2 separate regions of the Mus musculus genome follow, and region 1 is linked to region 2. Evidence: chromatin contacts called from public promoter capture Hi-C data. All regions are on one chromosome and are shown on one strand. The core of a region is the stretch at or near the end of the contact, and the rest is flanking DNA. Distances in the headings are between cores, read along the strand shown.

Region 1 (3,901 bases), core at 855-3,354, 1.0 Mb after region 2:
CTTGACAATGTCAATGAAAAATTTCAATGACCCAATCTAGACTCATACTCTTAAAAGTTGGAAGTAAACTGTCCCATAACTTTCAAGGTTGAATTAACTGCTGTAAATTAACAGTTCTGGACTAGGCTGTTTAAGCTATCATCAGTTGGTGAGTTCGTCGGGCATCCATGAAAGGATGAAAGCGCCCCAGGTAAGTCTCTAGATCTGACCACTTCTTCATTTTACCATCTGACTGAAGGGATAGAAACTAGTTTGGGTTTTTAGGTATAAAGACAGTGTTTTACCTCCTAACGTTGTTCCTTAAGGCAAATTTCCAAGTTAAAAAAAAAAATCTCACTTTTCTGATACTACTTTATGCCTTGCGAGCGATGTTCAAATATCATCAAATGAACAAGTCTCACTTTTAAAACAAACGTGTCCTAAAAGTCCTAAAAATTCACCACAAACACTTCAACTTCTTGTCAGCGTAAAAGATCGCCTCTGAAGTGAGGTCTTTAAAAACCCGAAATGTGGGTCACTGTAGAACAGGACTTTAGGCACCCCAAAACGCAAAGTAATAAGTCCTCTGGACCACCACCTAGACTGGCGGCGTCACCCGCCCACTGTGGGCAGCAGAGTCCAAAGGCGCTCAAGCCTAGTTCTCAGCCCCTTGCCCAAGAGTCCATCTACAGACGCTCCCAAGCCGGAGTCCGCCCCACGCGCACCGGCCAGGGAGTGAGGGTGCCGCCGCGGCCACCACCGCCGCCGCTGCCTTCGCCGCAATCTCCTTAGGGGCGGACAGGGGCTCACGGCCGCAGGTCTCGGCCCTGCCCACCCCCAGCAGCCTCGCCCGCCCGGTGCCGGCTCTCCCCGCTCGGGCGCTGGGATGGGCGCACACGGCAGCCGTGGTCCCACGCCGCCCGCACAGCCCACCGCAACTCCGCACTACTTCTCGGGGAAGACCAGGGTGTGCCAAGGTTAGGCAAAGCCTTTGAGGGTCTGCAGCACAAGAGCAAGAAGACACAACAAAGGCGTCTGGGGCCAGAGAAAGCTCGAGAAAGCGACCAAGATAAGTACCTGAGTGAGACAGATGGGAGAATACATCATGACTTCGCCTTAAAACGCACTTTCCCGGAGATGCCCAAGAAAATCTTCCAGAAGCAAGGATTTCATCTATTCATTTTACAGTCATCTGAGCCCAGCGATGCGATCAATCAGGACGGGGCACTGCGCCGGTTCACCGCAACTTCGCAACAAACCCAGTCCTCCTTAAATAGCCAAAGATTCAAGTTCACTCGGCGAGCTAGATTTCCCGGGGTGAAATCCAATCTACACTTTTAACCCTCTTGCGGTTCGCGCGCGCCGGCCGAGCTCTCCGAGGCTGCCGCCGCTGGTGCAGGCTGCTGGTCGCCTGGTTTAGGGGATTTGTTTTCTGTTTTGCAGTTGTTGTTGTTGTTGTTTGTTGTTGGGGGTTGGGGTGCGCGAGGGTTCGGTGTGGGTTGGATTGGGGTGATGGTGGGTGGTGAAATGTTTTTTTTAAAAAAAGGCGGGGAGGGGGGCGCAGGAGGCCAGGCGGTGGGGAAAGCGAGGAGAATGTGTCACCGCGCTGGTAAAGTTCAAGGTTACCGCCGCCAACACTGCAGCAGGATCCGGGAGTGGCGATCGCAGGCGAAACTTTGCTGCGAGCCGACCACGTGTGTGCGCGAGGGGGAGCGCAAGCGAGTGCGCGCGGGTGGCGGGGCGCGCGCAGGAGAGGGCCGGGTGGGGGTGGGGGTGGGGGGGAGCAGGGAGAGGCCGGGGTGAGGGAGGGGGCGCAGGCGCGGAGCTCCCGGGCGGAAAAGCCTTTGCTGCGCTCCTGCCCCGCCGCACCGCCGCCCGCCCGCTTCGCCCCGGGTCTGACCCGCCGCGCGTGGACTCCGCTGCCGGTGCCGCTGGCCACAGCCCACGGAAAGGATCGGAAGGACCTCCTGAAAAAAATCCCAAACGATCGATCCCGCTTGGCTGCAAACTCCTCTTTTCTGTCCTGGGCTCTATTCCCCCTCCCTCTCTCGCTTTCTTTCCTTGAAAAACTTGCAAGTTGAAAGATTCACCGGTTCCACCCTCTGGACCCCGCTCGAGCTCTCTCCAAATCAGACTTAAGGATTGTTTTATTATTTAATTACACAATCACCGCTTTACTCCTCCTCCTCCTGCAAACGCGCGTTCCTTTTGCACCAGCCTCTCCACACCCCCCGCCCCCCACCTTCCTCCTCCTCCCGCGCGCCTCCCCCAGCCCTCGCGTCTCTCCCCCTCATTTGTTAAAGGTATCAGACCGGTGCCACAGTATTGGGACTTTTCTTTTCTTTTCTTTTCTTTTTTCTTTTTTCAAAAATAGCTCTTCTCTCTGCCACTCTTCGTTTACCCCCGAAAACCCGCCCAGGGAGAGGTTATTTCACTGCTCGCTGCAGACGCTCAAGACGCGAGAACATCCTAAGGGGAGAAGCCCTGAACCGGCCTGGGCCCAAGAAAGAAACGAATGGAAAATTCCCTCACACCCAGGCCGCCCCGAGCCGGGGCTAGGGCGCCGACTCTAGCACCCCAGGCGGCTGGAGGGAGAGGGAGGGTGGAGGCGGGGGCCAGAGTGAACTTGGCCTCCTGGAGTTGCAGCGGACGGGCGCGGAGCCCGGGGCGCGGCGGGCAGCCCAGCCCGGAGCTCGCACTGGCGATCGGAGAGGGGCGCCGGGGTCCCCAGGGTCCCCCGAGCCTCGCCGCAGCGGCCCGCCCTCCCCCGGCGCCCGGTGCACGTGGCCGCGCTCGGAGCGGGAAGGCCGCGCCACCGCTCGCCCCTCCTCTCCTCCTCCTCCTGCCGCGCTGGCCGCGTCCCAATCCCCACCCCCAGAGCCCGGGGCGCCGGCGGAAAGCGGCTCCCTTCCCGCGGGGGTGCGGGCAGGGCGGGGCCGCGGCGCGCCCGAGGCTGCGGGGCGGGAGCGCGCGGGGTGCGTGTGCGGCTGCGGGTCTCCCCGGCGGCTCCCGCCGGCTCCCCGCCCCGCCCCCCGCCGAGTGAATGAACTTGATTCCCGGGACCCTGGAGGCGACCGGCCAGCACCCCCTTTCGCGCGGGCACTCTCTCCCACACACACCGCCCCCCAAATTCCGGGTTTCCGCTAGGGGTGGGTGGGGAAATGGAGGAATCAAAGGCTGCCCCAGACAATGGAGAAAGAAAAGTGAGCGCCCGGGGCTCCATGTCGCCCTAGCTTGGGGCCGCCGAGCGTTTCCAGGCCCCCCGCGGCCTCCCGCTCCCACCCCGCGTCCTGGACTTTCCCCCCCTCAACTTTCTCCAGTCCTCGCACTCCTGACCACCGTGCCCTCCCCCAGCGGACCTGAAAGAACCAGTGACTTTTTCCTTCCCCAAGTGGAAGTTACCCACATCAAGCATTTCACAACGACACATCAAGAAAAGTAGGCAGGTTCAAGTCAACCATGAAATGGTCACTTTTTAACCCCGTCCTGTCCTCATTAGGGAAATGCTCAAACACAGTCCGTTTTCAAAAAGCGCTCTTAATGAGGCGAGCTTGCCAAGTCTACCAGCTGCAGCCCCTGTAAACCAAGAGCCTGGTGAAGAAAGGCGCAGGGGGTGGGGAGGCGGGGAGGGCGGCGGGTCTAGGAGGACAGGTAAAGTCGGGGGAAACTGTGAGAACCGGGGCGAGTTAACCCTTTAGGGCACGCGCCACGGGGAGCGGCCTCCGTGCCCCCGCTAGGCAAATCCTCTAGTTAGCGTTCTGACAACGTTAATTTCTTTTGTACTGGTCATTTCTTCTTCTTGAAAAGCTGGGACAAAGTTGACAGTCTTTATAGATGAAAGGAGGTGACAGTCGGGGTTAATCCAAATAAATACTCACTTCTCTCATAAATTTTAGGCAACCTCATCTTAACTTTTAAAAGA
Region 2 (4,122 bases), core at 1,366-3,865:
AGGGACTCAAGCTGTATAGTTACATTTACCTTCAATAGATACCTCATAGCTGATTATGTAAAATATAATTTAAGCTATTATTATTGAAAGAATAATGTTTAAGGCGATAGTAGTTTGACTTGTTTCCTAGATTGTTTAATTTCATAGTGGATTTTAGAAAACACCCATGCAATTGACAACCTCCATACGTGTGGCATGACCCTCTTCTCAGGGCAACAAGATCAGATAGCGATTCATCTGTGTGGCACGTAGCACAAAGCTCATGCCTTAGTTTTTGTTGTTTCGTGGTCTGAGGGATTCGCAAAATCAACTGAAGGGATAAACCAGTAGATTCATAGCAGAATGTTGCATTTTTAAGAATCTGAAGATGTCGTGAAGACCATGCCAAGGGAAAATGATGATATTTCTAGACCCATTAATCTTAAACCTTTCCTGTTAACTTCAAGTCCAAGGACTTTAGCTAATACATTTTGTATTGATAGGCACTGCAAATTGTTTTCATATGTGTGCTGTGGCCAGTGTCTGTCCTTGGGCAGTGCTGGAATGTTAGCAGTAAATGAGAAGAAGCTTCTATTTTTTTCCTGTGTTTTGAGACTAACTGATCATCCTGAGAATTAAAAGAAAAAAATTTTTAAAGATTTTTTAGGTATTTTTTTATTGTGGTTGTTTCTTTGCACCACACCTCTAAGACTCAGCTAGTTGAGTCTCTGGAATCAAAGTTATTACCATCCTGACAAGAAACATGCTGACATGAGCAACAGTAAGCAAGGAGCAACTCTAAGTGTGACAGTCACCTCCACCATCTGAAACAGCGGAGCTTTTTGTCCACCCTCTTCACTCAACCGCTACCTCTAGAATGGAGAAACTAGATGAACTCTGAGCCCTCCTGGGACTCATAGTCTTTGAGCTGGTTTACCATCACATAACTGTTCAAGCATTTCAACAAAGGCTTCTTGAATGAACATGCAGGTGTTTGGCACCATACGGCCAAACATCTGAATAGGTACACTAAAGATTTTCATTTTCTGAAGATACTTAATTTGTTAAAGATACTATGCCTGAACTTTTGATAGAATGTTAGAAATTTATAATGCTAGCAATAATGATTTGTTGGGTAAAGAATGCCTTTTACTTGAGCCACATAGAAAGGACAAACCAGAAAAGATGTTAGCTCTACCTTTCCATATCTTTTAATAACAAACTTCTAACACTGGGAATGAAGGATAAGTTTCATTACTTGTTGACTCTCTTAACATCTGCTCTCTCTCCACTTCTTGCTCATCATTGTCATAAGGTAACCATGGAAATGAGAATCTGGCTTTTATTAACAAAGCCAGGGAAACCTGTGCAGAAACAAGGAGGTAGCCCACCACTCGCTTAGCAGTTGTTGTAAGGCTGAAATACCTTAAAGGCTTTTTCCTTTACACTGAAGTTCTTTTTCTGGTACACATATAAACAGGCCTGCATACCAAAAACATGCAGTCACTGCCTACATTCACTAGATGAGAGTTGGGCCTGCAGCCATACCACCAACAGACTAAGAATTTGCCAAGGCTCACAAAGAAGAGTCAGGCCAGATTTTCTCTCGAAAAATTAACTCTGAAATATCAAGTCAGGAGAGTAACAAGGTGTCAGAACGTACTCCAGGTGACTCCAAGATATGACGAAGTCCGATGGGTTCAGGCTGCAGTGGGACATCTCTGCATTACTTCTTGTTAATCTCTATATTTTTATGGGCAGTGAAATTCTGGTAACCTTCAACAGGGTGCATCTTTTTTTTTTCTGGGTTTTTGTTATTCCACTTTTACATTATTTCCCTTTCTTTTTTCCAATACACTATTTTGAACCTTAATTATATTTGTGTTTTCTTAGCCAGGTGATCAATCTTCATCTCTCCATTCTATGATATTCATTTTATTTCTTACTCTAAGTCAAGCTTGTAAATCCCTTCTTGCTACTTCCTGCTGAGTTTAGCTCCTAGCTCTAAGCTTTTCGTCAGGTTCCTCACCTGGAGTCAATATGCTTTGCTATTCAAGCATTGACACAGGACTGCAAGTCAAGATTATCGCAGAGCCATTCAGCACTATATTCTAGAGAAAATGCTAGAATACTTTCCCCAAAATATTCTAGACAAGAATTTTATTCAGATAAGATTTATCAGTATGAATGTGAAGTTTTCGAGGATTTGTTTTAAACCTGAGGACCGTTATCTGTCTGCCTCTCTTACTGCTCCAATCTGTGGTCCTTTTTCATTTCTATTGCCCCATGGCTGACTCTTCTTTCCAGGAAGTAACAACCTTCAGTTTGCTTTCTCTGTACTATCTCCTTCCTGGTGCTTCTTCAACAACTAACCATACTTCTCCATGAACAACACATACACACACATTAGTTAACATGCTGCTAGAATTCTCCCTGCCGCACAGTGGGGAGTGCCTCTCTGAGTGTTGTGCACATCCTAATTTCCAGATTCTGTAAATTAACTGGGTTGGCCCCAAACAATTTATATAGATTCTTGCAAAAAGAGGAGACTTTTCTGGCTGCAGGCAGAATGAGGTTCAGCAACAGAGAAAGGTCAGAGAGATGTGAATGGTCAGGTTTTACAGAGAGGAAGGCAGTCACAAGGAATGTGATCTCCCACGGGTGAAAAATTAGTGTTGTTGAAACTACTGACCTTCTGATAAATCATTAACAGAAGCAATGAAAACAAATGTACCTGGGTTCAAATTCCACATTTACTAAAATGATTATAAATCGAGACCATCAAAACATAGGATTTTTAAAGCTCCACTCTAATGGCAAGATTGCTCTCCCAGGCTAAGCTATCTTCCTTCGGAGGCCAAGATACTGCCTAATTACTGTAACGAATGAATATAAACTAACATGCTAATCAGTTTCATCCCGTGAGCTCAGAGAATTTTCAAGTATGACAAAATAAAGCCCTTAACGGATATTTTAGCTCACCGCTTAAGTGAAATAATTAAGTTGATGTAGAGAAACATAAAGTCAATGACTAGGTGGCTTGTACATATGAGCTGTTAAATGAAATTTTCCTGGTCAAATCTCCATTTAACATATTTTAAAAAATAAGGTTAGAATTAAAAAAGAGACTATCCACTCAGCAGCAGTGCACAGTTCATTAATTCACTCCTATTTATTTATTCAATAGCTCTTAAGTACATATATTATCGGCCATAAATAATTAAAGGCAGGTGTAGAACTGTAGACTCTCTCTAGCTTGTAAGAATTACACGAGGAAACAGAATTAATTCCCTTGACCTGGTAGTTCTGAGGAAGTAAAGGCAGGCCTGTCACAAAGGAAGCACAGGGCTTTTATAAAGGCAAGAGGGGAAAGACATGCACATGTCACTGATGACACCTTCACATAATTAACAACTGAAGCTTGAGGTTGCCCACTTCAGAGACTAAGCAGTCAATTAGAAGTATTAACTGAATACAAACTGTGTGTCCGATTTGGGGTGTCTAACAGCATAGGCTATGTCGGTGAATACAAACTGTGTGTCCGATTTGGGGTGTCTAACAGCATAGGCTATGTCGGTGAATACAAACTGTGTGTCCGATTTGGGGTGTCTAACAGCATAGGCTATGTCGGTGAATACAAACTGCGTGTCCGATTTGGGGTGTCTAACAGCATAGGCTATGTCGGTTTTACCTTTTGCTTCTGGAGGTTAGCTATGGTTCTGTTTCTCAAGGAACACAGACATGGAACAAGTAATTACCTATTAAACACAGGCCAAGAGGACGTGTGTGCAAATAGGGTCTCGATTAAGAATCAGAGACTTGAGGCACCAGTGAGCTAGCTCCAGGCGTAAAAGTTTTGTTGCCAAGTCTGACAACTTGACCTCTATCCTCCACTTGGTGGAAGGAAAGAACTGAACCCTGCAAGTCCAGATTCCACATTCACTCTGAGAGCCATGCACAATAAATATCTGATTTAATAAAAAAGAATTTAAAAAGCATCAGAGGGCTGGTGAGATGGCTCAGTGGGTAAGAGCACCCGACTGCTCTTCCGAAGGTCCAGAGTTCAAATCCCAGCAACCACATGGTGGCTCACAACCATCCGTAACGAGATCTGACGCCCTCTTCTGGAGTGTCTGAAGACAG

Evidence for each region. Promoter capture Hi-C pulls out the DNA fragments that hold promoters and counts their contacts.
Region 1: a contact with region 2 is called in a promoter capture Hi-C map of liver, with 15 times the contacts expected there. The contact joins the promoter of Nfib here to the enhancer-like site in region 2. A contact is called at or near these places in 12 of 39 promoter capture datasets (the 3T3-L1 cell line, 3T3-L1-derived adipocytes, the C10 cell line and 7 more), 1 of 15 datasets of contacts at CTCF or cohesin (the NIH/3T3 cell line), 12 of 484 Hi-C or Micro-C datasets (cerebellar granule neurons, cerebellum, cerebral cortex and 5 more) and 17 of 115 datasets of contacts at active chromatin or transcription factors (the NIH/3T3 cell line, VIP interneurons, astrocytes and 14 more).

Annotation. Positions count from the first base shown.
Region 1 is chr4:82,503,675-82,507,575 of GRCm38.p6, forward strand. Nfib (nuclear factor I/B) reads right to left here and starts at 2,105. Exons shown (of 12, transcript NM_001113209.2): 1 at 1,057-2,105. The coding sequence starts at 1,086.
Region 2 is chr4:81,502,661-81,506,782 of GRCm38.p6, forward strand. No RefSeq gene overlaps it. Among named protein-coding and RNA genes, the nearest start is that of Mpdz, 62 kb to the left of the region's middle. Within about 2 kb of position 2,616, at least 8 of the 459 cell types and tissues checked have an H3K27ac peak or open chromatin away from gene starts, as enhancers often do. A contact at or near this core is called in kidney and liver, where this site is marked.